Regions from separate parts of the Mus musculus genome. Here regions 1 and 3 are each linked to region 2. Evidence: chromatin contacts called from public ChIA-PET and HiChIP or PLAC-seq data. All regions are on one chromosome and are shown on one strand. The core of a region is the stretch at or near the end of the contact, and the rest is flanking DNA. Distances in the headings are between cores, read along the strand shown. Region 1 holds the start of Itgb3 (integrin beta 3). Region 2 holds the start of Kansl1 (KAT8 regulatory NSL complex subunit 1). Region 3 overlaps Itgb3 (integrin beta 3).

Region 1 (3,897 bases), core at 1,246-3,745, 170 kb before region 2:
CACGCATGGAACACTTCATTTGAGCCTTTGTCTCATTTAGTCTGCCAACGAGAGGCACTATTTTTCTCCACTTTACAGGTGAGGAAGCCCAACTAAGATATTAGGTAATTTAACAAGATGGCATGGTCAATCAGGGGCAAAGCTAAGAATCAAACCCACATCCCGCTTGCTTAAACCCCAGCTGTCCCTCTTCCCCAGCAAAAAGCCTTTCCTCATCTCTCCTGGCCCTGCGGATTCCTGAAGAGAGCTTTAGTTGGACAGTTCCCAGAATGCGGACTCTAGAGAACCAAGCACCTCATCCTAGCTGACCTAATTAGGTTAGAATACCCACTGCGATACAAGGACGCCTTGTTTTAAATACAACAAAGTATTTAGATGAAGCTAAAAGGATTACTTTTGTAGTTAGAAACTGAAAGTCAGCGTCTCCTCAGAGCAGAATCTCCTACCCCTCCTACTCTGAAGGCCCTTCTGTGGCACCTCACTCCGACCCTGTTCTGTGTGTCCCCAAAGTCACCACACTGCCTGCTTCCCCAGGGACCTAGTGATGTTTGCAACTCTGCCACCAACACTGAGATGGCATGTGAGTATGACAGACACCTCTTGCACAGGATGCTCTAGAGGCTTCTGCCCCTCAACAGGACTCTACATCCTCTCAGAGGGAGCCTGAGGCTAGCTTGGCACAAGCCATCGCCTCCCTAGATTATTCCAATCACAACAAATCTGTGAACAGATATCCTAAAGGATCCGTTGTTTGTTTGTTTGTTTGTTTGTTTGGTGTGTATACCATGTGTACACGCATGCACATGTACATGCATGCTCATATACAATTGTCCCTGGGCAGAGACCAAAAGACAACCTGAGTGTCACTCTTCAGAAATATCACTTCTATTTTTTTAAACAGGATCTCTTTCTATCCTGAGGTGGTGATGATGACACTCAGAAGTCAATGTGAAAGTTATAGATACAAACAAACCACAAAGTGTTTTAAGTAAAATCTCAAAATAGCTGAGGGGAACTGGAAATTGCCTAACACAAAGAGTACTAGCTATCTTTTGTTCAGTGTATCTGTTATCTGTGAGGACACTTTCACGCTGTACAGAAGCAGGGCCTGTCATGACATGCCAATTAAAAAATTAAGTCGAAATGTTTAAAAGGTTTTAAATTCACGAAAGTTAGCCTATCTGTTAGAAACATCAGCTTTCCTGGAGGATTTCCCCATTCCCCATCAACGGCTACCAGCAGCTGACAGAGACTCTAATATCTCCAGGGCAGAATGCTAGAGAGCCTGGTTCCTGTTCTGTGGTGACAAAGCTTGTTCAATGTAGGCTAAAGACCACAGTTTTCATCTTTCGCTTGGAAGCTTCTGCCACAAAAGACAAATATCAGTTCTCTACTGAAACCCCTTTCCCTTTCCCTGTCCCATGTCTATGTTCATCTGTACCACCGTACAAGGGTCAGGAAGGCAGCCACCAAAATCTTTTTTTAGATTACTTAACTTCAAAGTCAACTTAATAAAGTTTACCTTTAACAAATAGTCCATCTGGGTCTGGAGATGTAGCTCAATTAATAAAGTGCTTGCCTGCCATGAGGAGACCCTGGGTTCGACTCCCTGCAGCATATAAACCCTGAGGGGTGGTGCATGTCTATAGTCCTAGCACTCCTTAGTAGAGGCACAGGGGAATCTGAAGTGCAAGGTCACCCTGGACTACACAGAGTGTGAGGTATCCTGAAATATATGAGACTGTATTACACACATGTGCACACACACACACACACACAACTGCGGGTTTTACTTGCTCCAGCTGACCTCCAGCAACCACCCCCTCCCGCTCCCCTAGGCTCTGCGGACTGGATGACTCCCCTTCCCTGCAGCGTTAGTGGGCCTGAAAGCTGACGATGCAGGCAGCTGATGTTGTGGGACACACGCAGGAGAGACAAAGTCAGCCCCAAGGACCTCTGTGCTGACTCCCAGCACACAGTCAGGGAGTGTTGGGTGAGAGGTCGGCCCCAGAAGGGACGGAGCCCGAATCCCTGCTCCTCCTTAAGGAGTGGGGCGGCCAGAAGATTGTCCTGCGCACTCCAGAGAAAGGGGCAACCCAGAGCGCACACACCCACCCAAGCAGGTGAGCTGCATCCTTCTGCCAGCGCACCGGGACGGCCCAGCGGATCTCCATCTTTCCTCTGCTTCCCGGGCCAGGCCAGGATCTCCGCCACCAGCGATGCGCCCTCGAGGCCACGGGAAGAAGGATCCGCCCCCCGCACCTCTGCTTCTCAGTCCTAGCTCCGGGTTCCCAGGGTCCTACGGCATTTCGCGCACCCGACTCGCTCACCTCCAACAACAACGCCCGCCAGCGCCCCCAGCGCCAGCAGAGCGGCCCAGAGTTGTCCCGGCCACTGCGCTCGCATCCTGTCCGCCGCCCTTCACGCCGCGCGCGCGCCACGGCGAGCCTGGCACCCGCAGCTGCTTTTCCTGCGGAGGGGAGGGAAGAAGGGAGGGGACGGGGTGGGTGGGACACAGCGGGGCGGGCGGAGTGCTCGCGCTCCCTCCCTCCGGCTCACGCCTGGACCCTGCCTGAGGCTGAGTGTGATGGGTAAACTTTGCAATCTTCCCCAGCCCCCCGCCCACGAGGACCTGCCCGCGTTCACTAGAGGAGACCGCGCCCCCCGGGGTCCTGTGTGCATCTGGGTCCCAGGTGTCTGCGCCTGGGTGCTCGGTTTAAAAAAAGAAGAAAAAAAAAGCTTTGGGTCACTTCCTGGACTCTGCTAGTCCCACCTCCGCAGAGACATCAACACTGCTATTTCACTTCACCGGGCTCAGTTTGCTTTCCTCCTGGTTTCATTCTTTTCCTCAACGGGCAGGCAGCTGTCAAATGCTTTCTATGCAGCCTCTTGTCAATACCACACCTGCAGCTTGTGGTAGGAAAGACGGATCCGAGTAGAGCCTCTGTCTGTAAATGCTTGCTTGCCCGTAGCAGGTGTCTAAGAATCATTTTAGAACAGTCACCATATTGCCTTCCAACTCAAATTCACTAGCTTTATAGTATTTTCCTCAGAGAACACTTGCTGCTGTTCCTATCCCCTGCACTAGTTTCCTTGAGTCTTCCCCAGATGGGAAACCCCTAGACGTGCAAAAGGTGCAAAATGCTGAAGCTGATCAGGATGTCATAAGAAGTGACTGGGCCTGTGCATCCTTACGCAAGAAGGGTAGTGTTGTAAAATAAATAAATAAATAAATAAATAAATAAATAAATAAATAAATAAATAAATAAATAAAACTAGGGCAGGCGATGTGGTGCAATCGGCAGAGCACTTGCCTAGCAACCACTGGGCTCCATCCCCAGCACTACGTGAAACAGGATGTGATGCCTACAATTCCAGCCTAAGGAGGCAGGAAGACCAGAAGTTCCAGGTAGTGCTTGAGTACATAGGGAGTTCAAAGCCAGCCTGAGCTAGAGCAGACTCTGGAGGAAGGGTGTGGAAAGAACTCAGCCATGATCCATCACCCAGCCTTAGCCCAAGAGATTTTTGTCACTCCTAAATGTCCCATGCCTTTCCATCTGACTGACCTTCCTTCCTCTTTCCATTTGGAAAATCCCACTTACTTTTCAAAACATCTCAAATGCCATGTCTTCCACGCCATCTTGTCTGATGTTCCTCCTCCTCCAGCCTTGTCCTCTCCAGAGGTGTACCCTTCTTCCTCAGACTTCTCACACAACAGGATATTATATCATTTCATGTCACAGATATGAACTTTATAACTGTATAAATTCATGGACACAATTGTATTTTCCCCGGTATTTCATTACTCTACACAGTGACTCATAGCAAGTTTGAATACACCCTAGGCTACATAACAGGAAAGTATCCCAAGCAAACCAAAAGTAATAGTGAGGCTAG
Region 2 (4,033 bases), core at 1,417-3,916:
TGTATAGCTAAGGATGACCTTGAATGCCTGATCTCTCCGGATCCACCTTGGGATTGATAGAATTTGAGAAGTTGTCACCAAGCCTGTCTCTAGAGGAGGTTCTTAGGTTTTTTTTTTTTTGGTTTTCGAGACAGGGTTTCTTCATGTCTGACTTAGACCGAAGTCTTTTTTTTTTTTTTTTTTTTTAAGACCGGAAGTCTTTAAAGAAATACATTTCTTTTTCAAAACCTCCTCTGTGGGCGTGGTGGCACACACCTTTAATCGGAGGCAGAGGCAGGCGGATCTCACAGTTCAAGGCCAGCCTAGTCTACAGGGAGAGGACAGCTAGGGGTACATGAGAAACTCTGTCTTATGTATAGATTTTTGTCAGTAGTTGCTCACTTTGAATGCAGTTGTTCATAAACTTGGTACTTAGTTTTGTTGTTGTTTTGTGTTTTTGTATTTTTATTTTTTTATTATTGGACTGGTTATACTGAGATTCAGGAACTCTGGATTTTCATGCTTTCCCCACCCCCACTGAAATGCTGGAATTGAATGCATGTGTCAATATGCTTGAGTTAGGTAGTGAAGTTTCTGTTGTGGTTTTTTTGTTTGTTTGTTTGTTTTGTTTTTGTTTTTTGAGACAGGGTTTCTCTGTGTAGCTCTGGCTGTCCTGGAACTCACTCTGTAGACCAGGCTGGCCTCGAACTCAGAAATCTGCCTGAGTGTCTATACCCAGCTGTCACAGAACTCAGTATGTAGAACAGGCTGGCCTTGAACTCACAGAGTTCTCCTGCATCTCTTTTCCTAGTGCTGAAATTATAAATGGCATGCAGCACCATGACTGTGTAGATAGTCAAGATTTTAAGAGTTTGGATAGTTAATAACATTGTTATAAAGAGTTTCTTTCACTAATATTTAAGAAATTAAATTTAAGAATATTGTAGAAAGCTTTGCCTTATTTTCATTCAGCTAATTTAGATTTTGTTATCTTCAGATTAGGGCTCTAGGTCACCATCTGTTGGTCCTGTAATTATGTATAAACATCCTCTGTGGCATTACTGTTTATGTGAATATATATGCTCTCTCTCTCGCGCACACACACACACATACATACACACACATGCAAACACACAATCTTACCTGTATTATAAGTTAAAAAGCCCAAACTATTGATCTTTTTTGGATGCATATGTAAATATGTATACATCTATCAGTTTATCCCTGTGTATTGACTCTATGTTGTCTCCTGCCTTTGATATTTGAAAACCAAGATCATGTTTGAGAGTGTAATTTTAAAAATGCAGATGGAAATTCAAGAGAAATATAGATGCAGATACTGCAGAAACTTGTTGAGTTAGAGACTTTGTGGGCTAATGAAAACTGGTCTATAACAATAGTTTTTTTTTTTTGAGGAGCTGAAGTGACACATAACACCGGATACTGGTTTGGTAAACCACACAAAGTATTGAGCATTTTACATCTTCCTTTTGGTAGACTCTACTCTTCTCATCTGCTGAGCTTGGTGATTTAGTTGTTGGAACAAGTTTTATGCTATTTGATTTTGGTGAGTCCTAATAATCTTTGGACATGGTTAGCTTTAAAGGGTGGTGGATTTGTACTGTGTAATGTGTCACTTTGCGTTATATTAAGTTTTCTAAGTCCAGAAAATGTTCTCTGATATTAAACCTTATTTGGGAGGAAGGAACCGATATCGTGCTGACAAACTAGAGTCAAGAGTAATTAGGTGCCACTACTTTTAAGTCAACGCTGGTAAGAACATGACAGGTTTGCTTTTGTTGTTCATTGTTAAACTTTTAGCGGGTCTGTGAACTTTAATTTGGTAGTAGCAGGAAACAAAAAAATTACTGTGTAATGAATGCGTTTTTGCCTATTTTGGCGGATCTGACAAATCAAGAAGCCTAAAACAACACGCGGGCTTAACGAAAACTACAGTTCCCAGCGGGCCCGGCGCTGGTGGGCCATCATTTCCCCTCTAGCTCCCAGCTGCCCCTGCCCGGGCTAGCCCCGAGTCGGTCCTAGCTCGCGCCTGCGCAATGGCGTCCGCTTATTTTTTGGTTTGGCGGCTGCAGAGCGTGGCGCTAGGGCTAGCAGCCAGCCGTGTGCTGCAGTGTACAGAGCAGGGTGTAGGACAAAGGGCGGGTGGCAGGGACCGCGTCACTGGTCAGGGAGCTTCCTGCCCGTCTCAGAGCACGGTTGGCCCTGGGGTAGTGTGGCCGCAGCAGCTTCTTCATTCACTGCACACACAGTTCTTCGCTCACGTCCTCTAGCTCTGCTGTGTCAGTCCGCCCTCCCCTCAAACCGGCGCGCAGCACCGCCAGCCACAGAGCCGAGGGAATGTGACGGCATCAGCGCCTCAGGTTAGCCTCACCTCGATCGAAGCGAGGGCCCCGCGTCGCTTGCCGCAGTGCCGCGTGTCGCTGCCGCACGTATCAGGCACCAGGCACCGGTTTCCGCAAACAGAGGCGCAGAAGCAGCGGCCGCGGCTAGGAGCCATGACTGAGGCGGCGGCGGCCGCGCCTCCTGGCAGCCCGCGGGGGCGGCGAGGCGGGCGCCCCCTGGCGGCGCGCCGGGGCGGAGCGGCCCGCCGCAGCCGCAGCCGGCGGAGGCGCTGCTGTCCCTCCTCCCCGTGTCCCCGGCACTCGCCCGCTCGCTTGCTCGCTCCATTCTCCCTCCGCTTCAGATTAAAGGGGGGGAGGGAAAAGGAGCTCGGCCGCCATTTTCCCAGTGCCGCCGCCGCCACCGCCACCGCTCGCTGAGCCGGCGGGAGAACCAAGCGCCGTAGCGAAGCCGACTCGTCTCGCCGCGGCGGCTTGGGGGGCGGCCGAAGTGCGCTCCCCGGCCGGGAAGAAGCTCCCGGGGTGGCGGCCGGGGTGCGGGCGCGGGCTGCAGACGGCGGCGCTTGTTTGTGCGGGGCGGGGGGGGCAGCTTTACCCTCTGCCCCCGCCCGCCCGGGGCTGCGGTCCCCGCCGTGCCCAGGCCGGGTCGGAACGGAGGAAGGCCGGAGAAAGGGCCCGAAAGAGAAGAAAAAGCAGCCGCTCCCCGCCGCCGCCGCCTTCCCCTCCCCCTCCGCCTCGCCCCCCCGCCCGGAAAGTCAGGGCGGCTCCGGGCGCCGGGGGGGAGGAGAGCGGCGGGCCGGGCCGGAGCAGCAGCCGCGCGCCCCCGCCCGCTGGTCCTCGGCGCCCAGGCCGGGGGGCTGTTTGCAAACTGCGCCCATTTTGTGGGGCCGAATCCGCCCGGGCTACGCTCCTCCATCACGTGGTAGGTGCTGCTGCTGCTCCTTTCCTCCTCCTCCCGCTGCCCTTTCTCCTTCTCCTCGCTCTCCCTGTGGTTCCCATTTCTCCCTCTCTTTGTTAGTTGTAACTAGAAAGGCTGGGCAGGGGAAGAAAAATCCCCGGAACTTTAAATGGCCTCTCCGGGCTTCCCCGCTGCGGGTCCGGGCTGGGAGTCGCCCCAAGGGCGGGGGTGTGCGGGGGCCCTTCCCCACCAGCTGCCGCCTCGTTCGCTGGGCTTTCCTTTGGCGTTCTATTTAAAAAGGCGGCCTGGAGAACCTGGTTTATTTCCGAAAAAAAAAAAAAAAAAAAGCAAAAACAAAAAGACCAAAAACAAACTCTTGCTCTCGCCTTGAACTTCTCTTGACTGCAAAAGGTCTTTCTTTGCTCAAACACATCTTGCATGTCTGTCTCACGGTTTGTATCACAACTCTGATTGTTAACATTTTTTGTTGCTTAAATATTGAGGTCATTTGCGTTTTCGGATCTAGTCTCAGGCAGCCCTTTTTTTCAACTAAAGAGGAAGAGGCATTTATTTGCTTTTAAGTGAGTTGGAATCTTACTGCTTTTGGGGGGGCCTGTTTTCGGACTGACGGCCTTTGATTCTCAGCAAATAGTTTATAATTGTTTTCCGTATTGTAAACAATCTTACTCCCATGTTTTACCTAGAAATCCTTTTGTTTTCCAATGTTGGAATCCCAATGTGGATTTTTAGAGAAACTCGTTACTTAACTATTGCTTATTGATTGCCTTAGGGGAAA
Region 3 (3,699 bases), core at 294-2,793, 180 kb before region 2:
TGTTAAATTACCTTATGATTTCAGAAAGTTCTAGGATCCAGTATGTTACCACTTGAGCCAAAAATATAGGTTCTAGCTCTGTGAGAAGCTGATGCCTCTGCTAGCTGTGCTGATCAGAGAGATCGAATTACTCCAGTCCATGTTATCTAACCCATGCCTCTGTCTCTCCAAGAACACACCCTAGGTGGGTGGGCCCAAGACACCCCACTCATCCACTTGGCTCTGTTTTCCTCTTACCCAGCCAAGGGCTTGCTATACACACCCAGGAGCTGCTGTCCTTTAAGGACCACAAGCCGAGCCCAACCAGTTGTTTTCCGAGGCACTGCCAACATCAGCACCACTTGAAACAGTCAAGACAGGGGAGGCAGAGGGATGAGCAGGGATCCCAGCCCCACCGTTGGATGTTTAAAGTCAAGATCCAAACACTTTCAATAGTTCAGCTTGCCCTGTGCAAGAGAAGTCCAGCTCCCTCAGGAAAAAGATAACTAGTTACAGCCCAGGGTTCCTCCCTGCTTGACACACTCTGCCCCACATCAGACTCCCCAGCCCCACCCCTCCTCCCTCTCACTTAGCGATGGTAAATATTGGCATTCACTTTATTCCATTCTGAAGGGACTATTTCATCGGGCTTCCTACCTCCCTTCTTTGGTCTCCTTTGGTCCTGGTTGCTACCCATTTCCCAACTCCACCCCATCAACAAGCTGATCTTTCCCTCCCTCTGGCCTCCCAGTCTGCCCCAGAGGGCAAAGATTCACCATAGTGATTGGTAAATATTCCACATTTGCATCTAGTCACATGGAATATGTTCACGTGGCCTAAGGAGGGGCTTTGGCTGGTCAGAACCCAGCTCTGATTTATCCCTATAAGATCCAGATGCGGGAATGAGAGGGGACTATGCTTGAATAGCAGTAGTCCTTCCTCAGGGACCTCCTTTCTGCTCCCCTCTGCTCCGGCCGTCCAACTTCAAGCCATCCTATCCAAACACGGCACCCTCGGCATCCCACTCCTTCTTCTGGAATTGTTGCAGAATTACAACTTCCTCAGAAAGGAAGCTTGACACAACCATGATGGTGACCGGAGGCAGGAGGATATGACAAACCAGAAGGAAGACAGCCACGCCACACTTGAGCCTCCAGTGAAGCCCAGAGGGGAGGGGCACCTGTGGGGGTGGAGAAGGAATGGGCTCACCCTCCCCCAAGCCCCAGAGAATGTTTCATTCGCTAAATGAGATCAATCTGGCCCAGATGTTAGGCAGCTGCCCCTAGAAACAGTTCCCGTGCTGAGCAGCAGAGGCCAAGGCTGTGTATGGAGCTGGCCTTGGAGGCTCTGGCAGCCCCTCCTCTAGGGGGTAAACACAGCCTTCTGCTCCCTTCCTCCCCAGTCTGACCAGGAGCTTGCCTTTTTAGGAAACCCAGAGGATCCAGAAGAGAGGCAGACAAAGATCAGGAAATAGCTAGGGTGGTTGAGGAGCGGTATAGGGCAGAGGCTGTAGCTCTAGTGGCTGAGGAGCAGACAGGCCAGCAGCTCAGGTAACCACCTGCTGGGGGTGCTGACTCACTCCCACTGGAACTGCTGGGAACCTCTCCAGCCACAGGCTTCCCCTACCTCCCCATCAGCTCTTGCCAGCTCCAAATTCCCAGCCCGGCCACAAACATAGCCATTCCCTCAGACACACTCATTCCCTAGGGACTCAGACACAACACACCCTCTGCCTAGACACAGCTAACCCCTTCCTGTCATCGTCTGGTCCTCACCATTGAGCTGTGCTCCCTCATCCATTGATACTTTAGAGATGAAGGAAGGAAGGAAGATAGAGGGGCGTCACTGTCAGAGAGAAGGGAAGAAAAAAGGATCTTTAAGAAAGTGTACACAAACACACATATACAAATATATACAAACACACACATACATGCACACAAACACACACAAACACACATACACACACAAAGACACACAAACATACATATAAAGACACAAACATACACACAAACACACACATTCACAAACACACACATACACACAAACATATAAACATACACAGAAATATAGACACACAGAGACACATACAAACACACACATAACATTCCTCTTCTGAGTTTTTAGGGTTTTTTGTTTTTGTTTTGCTCTGGGGGTGGGGGGGGGTCGGATGAGCTGGCATCCCTCTATACCCCTAGCGCCTCTCTTCTTTAGAGAGTAAAGCCTTTCTTCCATGAGATGTTCCAGCCCAAAGCAAGTATAGGCTGGGGAAGGGTAGCAATAATCACAGTAATGACGATGCCCAAGCAAAATGGCTGGAGTGGAAGGGCAGAACAGGCTCCAGGATCATTGCCAGCTTCCACCATGCATCCTGAGGAAGGCGTCACCTAGTCTTGCTCAGAAGGGGAAAGAGACTGCGTTTAGGAGGAAGGAAATGATTCTGTGTGCCTGCACCTACACTGAAGCGCCTAAATCTAGGGAAAGAAGGCATCTGGGGCAAGTTAGGATGGGGGTGGGGAGCCACACCTGTGTTGAACATTCAACAAGATCAGATGAATGCTACAGGTTGGGCACCAAATAGTTTGGGGCTAAATTATCCCCCTAAATAGCTACCTATTGCCCACCTCTAGGTTTGACTTAACATTCTTAAGACTAGTAAAGTCCTTTCTAAAATGTGCAGACTCCTAGCTTCCACCAACCCCACAGGCTAGGACTGTTATGAGGTAACCTCAGACGCTCCTGACTGCTGTAACCACCTCATCTGATGGTTCACCAATGTGTGTCTAAAGTACCTTGACCTATTGCCTTCTTTGTTCTGTTACTATAAAACGTTCACTATAGTGCTTATCACGTTGGAACCCAGTATTTGAATCTATGTTCCTTGGCCATAGCCACTTACATTTGGCTCCAGGATAAACTACCTCATATTCCTTTTAAAGGTCAGAGTTGTGTTATTGCATTGACAAATAAGGCATAGGCTCCTTACCTCATCTGAGCACCAGGCACACACAGGACTCACAGCCAGACACTGCTGGCAGGAGTTCACGCCTCGTGTGGTACAGATGTTGGACTCTGCAACAAAGAGGCAAGGACATCAGCACCTGATTTGCTCAGAGCAGTGACCATCCTGCCCCGGCTACCCCAAATTTCCCAAACACTCAAGTGATACACACAAACATACTCTAACCCTACCCATTGGGCAAGTTACCAAACATGGGCTATTACACAAAAAAGAAAGTGGGTAGGGAGAAACTCACTCCTTTATCAGCAAATGAAGACCCAAGGGCCCCATAGTAAATGACAGAAAGGCTTTAATCAGTGGCTGGTTTTATACCTGCACTGCGCGAATGAAAAGCTAAGGCCCAGCGTAAAGGCCATGCACCATCTCCAACTGTCTAACTGCAGCCACGGCTACTACAGAGGTCCTGGGACTCAGATGCAGTAAGATTGACACCTAAATACTGTGGGCTTTAATGAAAGCAGGGTAACCTCAATTGCCATGTCCCACTATCTGAACTCGTGTCAAGCTTTCCAATACATCTATCTTGAGGGCCTAAGCATTGAATGCACACAAAAGAACTAGCGTGATGGCTCTCAACCTGTGGGGTCATGACCCCTTGGGGGCCCACACATCAGATATCCTACATACCAGATATTTACTGTTACAATAAACATAGCATAACATTTACATAACAGTCGTACAATTGTTACTGTGATGACTCA

The links. ChIA-PET counts read pairs in DNA pulled down with a chosen protein or histone mark. HiChIP or PLAC-seq counts read pairs in DNA pulled down with a chosen protein or histone mark.
Region 1: an RNA polymerase II ChIA-PET map of memory CD8 T cells shows a contact between it and region 2, with 190 read pairs. The contact joins the promoter of Itgb3 here to the promoter of Kansl1 in region 2. A contact is called at or near these places in 1 of 39 promoter capture datasets (macrophages), 4 of 115 datasets of contacts at active chromatin or transcription factors (the SCID.adh cell line, effector CD8 T cells, memory CD8 T cells and 1 more) and 1 of 9 other capture datasets (adipose tissue).
Region 3: an HNF4G HiChIP or PLAC-seq map of pancreatic cancer cells shows a contact between it and region 2. The contact joins the enhancer-like site here to the promoter of Kansl1 in region 2. A contact is called at or near these places in 1 of 484 Hi-C or Micro-C datasets (CD8 T cells), 3 of 115 datasets of contacts at active chromatin or transcription factors (the SCID.adh cell line, effector CD8 T cells and pancreatic cancer cells) and 2 of 9 other capture datasets (adipose tissue and liver).

What each region holds. Positions count from the first base shown.
Region 1 is chr11:104,606,598-104,610,494 of GRCm38.p6, reverse strand. Itgb3 (integrin beta 3) reads right to left here and starts at 2,495. Exons shown (of 15, transcript NM_016780.2): 1 at 2,331-2,495. The coding sequence starts at 2,406.
Region 2 is chr11:104,440,953-104,444,985 of GRCm38.p6, reverse strand. Kansl1 (KAT8 regulatory NSL complex subunit 1) reads left to right here and starts at 2,666. Exons shown (of 15, transcript NM_001372459.1): 1 at 2,666-3,261.
Region 3 is chr11:104,622,760-104,626,458 of GRCm38.p6, reverse strand. Itgb3 (integrin beta 3) reads right to left here. Exons shown (of 15, transcript NM_016780.2): 2 at 2,963-3,048. Among named protein-coding and RNA genes, the nearest start is that of Itgb3, 17 kb to the right of the region's middle. Within about 2 kb of position 1,543, at least 93 of the 459 cell types and tissues checked have an H3K27ac peak or open chromatin away from gene starts, as enhancers often do. A contact at or near this core is called in adipose tissue and pancreatic cancer cells, where this site is marked.